Linked DNA regions of Sus scrofa: region 2 is linked to region 1. A link is a contact called in public promoter capture Hi-C data. All regions are on one chromosome and are shown on one strand. Each heading gives the region's core, a stretch centred on a gene start, on an enhancer-like site or on the middle of the called end of the contact. The rest is flanking DNA. Distances are from core to core; before and after follow the strand shown.

The links. Promoter capture Hi-C pulls out the DNA fragments that hold promoters and counts their contacts.
Region 2: a contact with region 1 is called in a promoter capture Hi-C map of fetal skeletal muscle, with 4 times the contacts expected there. The contact joins the promoter of EPHB3 here to the promoter of EIF2B5 in region 1. A contact is called at or near these places in 1 of 5 promoter capture datasets (fetal skeletal muscle) and 5 of 47 Hi-C or Micro-C datasets (embryonic fibroblasts, heart right ventricle, mesenteric adipose tissue and 2 more).

Annotation. Positions count from the first base shown.
Region 1 is chr13:122,059,093-122,061,792 of Sscrofa11.1, reverse strand. It overlaps EIF2B5 (translation initiation factor eIF-2B subunit epsilon), which reads right to left and starts at 1,385. Exons shown (of 16, transcript XM_021069943.1): 1 at 1,092-1,385. The coding sequence starts at 1,292. It overlaps LOC106507270 (a long non-coding RNA gene), which reads left to right and starts at 2,311. Exons shown (of 3, transcript XR_002337773.1): 1 at 2,311-2,438.
Region 2 is chr13:122,466,161-122,468,860 of Sscrofa11.1, reverse strand. It overlaps EPHB3 (ephrin type-B receptor 3), which reads right to left and starts at 1,300. Exons shown (of 16, transcript XM_003358733.5): 1 at 708-1,300. The coding sequence starts at 819.

The DNA of each region.
Region 1 (2,700 bases), core at 136-2,635:
TTCCTAGTCGGATTCGTTAACCACTGCGCCACGATGGGAACTCCTAAAATTTCTTTTCTTGATCCTTTTCTAAGAGGCAAGGGCTAGTCATCCCCATCACTTGTCCAAAATAAACAGTCATTAGACTATTTGGAGGAAGTGAAGAGTCAAAGAGGACTTTTCCTGAATTGAATGCCAAGTCCCTTTCTTTGAACTGGGGACTGCTGAGTGACCCAGCAATCCCTAGGACTAGCTGAGGCCAATTCCCCAGCTTCTAGACAATGCAGGGATGTTGGCAACCAGCCATTAAACCCGTTCTGTTCTTCTTTTGACATATGGCATTGGCTCTCATTAAAACCTGGGAAGAAAAAAAAGCACACTTGGAGTTCTCCTCGTGGCTCAGTGGTTAACGAATCCGACTAGGAACCATGAGGTTATGGGTTTGATCCCTGGCCTTGCTCAGTGGGTTAAGGATCCGTTGTTGCCATGAGCTGTGGTGTAGGTGGCAGATGCGGCTGGGATCCCGTGTTGCTGTGGTTCTGGTGTAGGTCGGTGGCTACAGCTCCGATTAGACCCCTAGCCTGGGAACCTCCATATGCCGCGGGAGAGGCCCTAGAAATGGCAAAAAGACAAAAACAAAACAAAACGAAACACCAAAAAAACCACACTATACAAGTCTGCTCTTTTTTTTTGGGGGGGGGGACGACAATATGATCTCCCTTTTGGAGGCAAAAGGAGGTGACATTCCCTTTCATCACTCGATCTTATTATCCTCTGCATAAAGCCAGCGCAGCCTCCTCTTGAGGCACTGAATCCCAGAATGAAGGCTTCTCACAAGCACTGCTTCTGCATCAGCCCTTTGCAGAGCTCCCAAACCTGAGGTGGACAGCACGACGAGTGCTCAAATCTGCCAGCCACTCACTTGGTCAGGCAATCGTCAGGGCTTTAGACGGTCTCCTCGCCTTCCTCATAATCAGATAAACCCGATTTCTGAGAGAGAGAGTGGACACAAGTCCTTCCAGAGCCCGCCTCACCAGGAAGCCGAAGGGATAACTTGCTATAGCCCCGCCACCTCCAGGCCCTCTGGCAGCTTCCAAGCGTGCGGCGCTCACCCGAGGCTGGTCCTTGGAGATAGGGAAGAAACGGCGGTTGAAGCTGTCGGCCACCAGAACTGCTTGTAGGGGCGGCGGCGGTTCCTCCTCTGCCCCTCTGGCTGCCCCCCCGCCGCCGCCGCCGCCACCCTGTCCGCTGCCGCTGCGCTTGTTGGCTCGACCAGGCACCGGACCAGGCGGCGCCACCACAGTAGCCGCCATCTTCTTCTCTCACGGCCACCACTTCCGCACGGAAACTGACACGGCAAGCAGTAAGGGACAAAAAGACCTAGCACTCGAAACGCGAAGGACTAGAGAAGGAAGGGCGGGAGGAGCCGCGGAGAGAGGAGTGCGCATGCGTCTTCCTCAGCCCAGAGGTTGGGCAGGGAGGAGTGAGGTCTGCGGCCCAGCGCTGCGGAAGGTGACCTGTTGAGGCGCCTGGGCCTGGGGTCCTATGGACTGCAGAGTCTATTGGCAAGTAGAGTCGGCCGTCATTTGTACGTGAGCAAGCTGAGGTTCTTGCGGGATAATGAGACTTCTGGTCTTTGCGAAACGGCCAGAACCTTTCTGGATGTGTAATTTTCTCTGCCACCCCCCCACCCCAGCCACCTGAGCACCTCAAAAATTGTGGTCCTCCGTCTTTATTCTCGTCACCTAATGTGACCTGGCACCTTGGGGAATTCAGAACTGAGTCAGACATTCCTATCCCTCAGGGGACTAACAGTCTATGTGAATACAGAACGCGGAATAGTAGAGAGAGTAGTAACTCTGGTAAAGCGCTGATTGTGGACAGGAATGATACAAGCGTTATTGCACTTACTTCGTCACACATCTTGGAGAACCTTTTACTCATTCATTCAACAAACATTTCTGGAACTCTCAGTGGGATGAAGTTCATTCAGCTAGTAGATGGAAGAACTGGTATTGGAACCCAATCTGTAAGACGTCATAGCTCTACAATCTTTCTGCCAAGTTTTGCATGGCCAAAAATTTACTATTTTTTGACATCTTCATTCATTCATTCAGCATGTCAAGCATTTATTGAAACCCCATGGAGTGGGTCCAAGAACACTGTATTATTATTTTTCTGTCTTTTGTCTTTTTAGGGCCACACCCACGGCATATGGAGGTTCCCATGATAGGGGTCAAATAGGACTTAGAGCTGCCAACCTACACCACAGCCACAGCAACGCCAGATCCAAGCCGCGTCTGCGATCTACACTACAGGTCACGGCAACACAGGATCCTTAACCCACTGAGTGAGGTTGGGGATCGAACCTGCATCCTCGTGGTTCCTACTAGGATTCCTTTCTGCTGCTCTACGATGGGAACTCCCAAGAATACTATAAAATTGAGTAGATCCCCAAGGTAAGCAGCAAACCTTGGTGACAGAAGTGCAAAGGTGCTCGAGGAGCAGCAGCATTTGGGGAAAGAGGCAGTGGCTGAGCTGGTAAGCCAGGCCTGCTGAAGCTTGGGACCTCGGGGATGTGGTGGAAGCGAGGTGAGGCGGGTTGGGTGTCCTTTGGTGGGCAAGAAGCTTTCCTGCAAGGTACCTCACTCTTTTCGTTGGAATTCCACCATCCTGCAAAGTTTCTGCACAATTTGTTCCCACCCGAGGGCTGTGTTGCAC
Region 2 (2,700 bases), core at 51-2,550, 410 kb before region 1:
CCGGCTCCCGCGTTACCCGGGACAAACCCGACAATCTCAGGGGCTCAGTGGAGACGCGGGGTGCCCCATTATAAGGCGGCGGGGGAGCCGCAGAGCAGTGTGCAACGTTCGTGCACACAGCACCTCTGGTGTAGTTGGCGCTCGGTAAACCGTAAACAATAACAGGCCCCCGCCTCTCCACCCCCGCAGCCATCCCCTGACAAAGCGGGGTGCAGGCACTCGCGCTCTCGCAGTTAACTCCAACGTGTTCCTAACCAACGCCGACCCCCAACCTGGGGAGCCCCGCTTCGCCCCCACCCGCCACAGCCCCGCACCAGCCTCAGAGCCCCCGCTTTTCCTGGTGGGTCGCCCACACTTCCTTGGCTCCGGGAGGCGCCAAGGGCCCCCAGCTCCTCTGCCGTGAGTGCGGGGTCCTCTCACAAAGCTCATAGCCCGGCCACGACTATCGGGGACGCTCGCCCCAGTCGAGCTGCCCGCGATCCCGAACCTGGCGGACCGCCGGCCTCAGAGGCTGCTGGAGCCTCCGAGGCGGCTCCGGGGGCGTCCTCCCCACCCCATCCTCCAGCTCCCGGAGAAGGCGTGAGTGACCGAGCCTCTTCCGACGTGCGCCCGGCCCGCATCGAACCCACACCGCGGCCCCTCCCCGGGCCACGCTACGGCGACCCCGGACACCTTAACCCCTGGACTCGCCCCCCGACGCCACTCACCTTCCAGCGCCCGACAGCCGGTGGGCAGCAGCAGCGGCAGCAGCAGCAGCAGCGGAGAGAGCAGCGGCAAGAGTCCCGGCGGCTGCGGCGGCGGCGGGCGGGCTCGGGCCATGGCCAGGGCGGGCTCCGGGAGCCGAGCCGGGCCGCGCCGGGCCGGGCCGCGCCGGCGGGGCTGCGGACACACGCGGAAAGGTTCGTTCGGTGGGCTCCGAAGTAAGCTTGCGCACGGTCCCAGGAGATCCAGACAAGGAGACGGTGCGATCCAGGAGGGCGGCTCCGGGACCGAGGCGGCACCCTGACCCGGGCGATGCTGGGGGATACAAGCAGGTCGGTCCCGGGGGAATCTGGACGGACCGGTCCAGGAGGATCCGGGGCGCTTGGAGAGCTCGGAGCCAGAGGACTCGGAGAGACCCGCCGGGGCGGAGGGCGCAAGTGATGGCAGTTCGGTGTGCACTGTAATCCAGCGGTCTGCTGCGGGCCCGACTCGGATCCGCGACTCCGGGTGCGCGCGCCGGCCGGGGTCCGAGGTGGGTTCTTGCTGCGCCGCTCACGTACTCACTTCTGCTGTCCCCAGCGCTGGCGCGGCCGCTCTGGGCGAGAGGGGCGGGGCCGGCCTCCTGCCTGTCACCGCCCAGGTCCCGCCCCTAGCCGCTGGCCGCCACTCACGGACCGCCAGGCGCGTTGGTTCGGCCTCGAGAGCACTCTGCAGGAGTTCAGTTGGCGGCGCCTCAATCACGCCCACCCTCAGACTCTCTGAGGCCTGGGGTGGGCGGGGCCAGGGAAAAGATGAATTAGATTGGGCGGAGCGATACTGTCCATCAGAGGGAGCAGAGGGAGAAACCCGCCTCCTGCTGCCCAGTGGCGATTAGTACCCGAACCTGAGTCCGAAGGGGTGCCATCCTCATACAACGAGCCGGGGGCGCCCTCATGTGGCTGTCTTTCCAGGAGCATTTAGACCCTGACTAAACTCAGCTTAGGTACAACCAAGTGGGCGTCCTAGCAACACTTCCCACGCTTGTTTATATATTCATTCATTCATTCAGCTATGTATTTCATCATTCTTTGCGCCAAAGAGTCCAGTAACTTCTGGCCATACAGCAATGGAGAAGACACAGGTTTTCTCTTGGAGCTAGTTTACTGGTGGCAGGAATGAAATCATCACAACAGAGTGTTAACAGGTATTGTTATGCAAGAAGGACAGAGTTGCTGGAGCACATGTGAGAGGGGTGGCTGTGCCTGGCCCTGAGGAAATGACATTCAAGCCGAAATATGAAAGATGAGTGGCAGGTGAAGGATGTGCCCTGGGTGGCAGGATGGCAGTTTCAGGCAGGGCAAACACACTTTGGTGAAGTCCCAGGGGTGAGAAAAACTGATATTTATTGGCAGAAGCTGAAAGAAGTCCAGAATATCTAAAGTGTAGAGTTAGAGACTGAGAGGCGCCAAAAGGAAGCTTGGAAGTAGGTATGGGGAACCAGAGGAATGTTTTTTAGATTCATAAGGCCTTCCTGAGAGCTGGGGTCTGAAGCAGAGGCGTTATTTGTCAGATTAACGTGGCTGCTCTGGGAAGGAAGAATGGGAGGAGGTAAGGGTAGAAACAGGGAGAACAGAGGAAGCTGTGTGGCAGTCAGAGGAAGATGGTAGCTTGGACCAGGGCGGTGGCATGGAGAGGGAGAGAAGTGGGCAGGTCTAAGATATTTCAGGAGGCAGAGTTCATGGGATTTGCGATTGTGAGGTTCCCAGGTTATGTGGTAAGTGGAGACATTAAGGAGAACCCTCCAGGTTTCTGGATTGGGCAGATGGACATCTACCCCATTTGTTCAACACACATTTACAAAGTGCAATAACCACTCTGAAAAAACAAAACTGGTCTTGTTTATTGAGAGGTAGATATTATTATAGCCTCATTTTACAAACAAAACTGACACTCAGAAAGTCTTAGTCACTTGCCCCCAGTCATGGTGCTCATAAGTGGCAGGGGTAGGATTTGGATCAA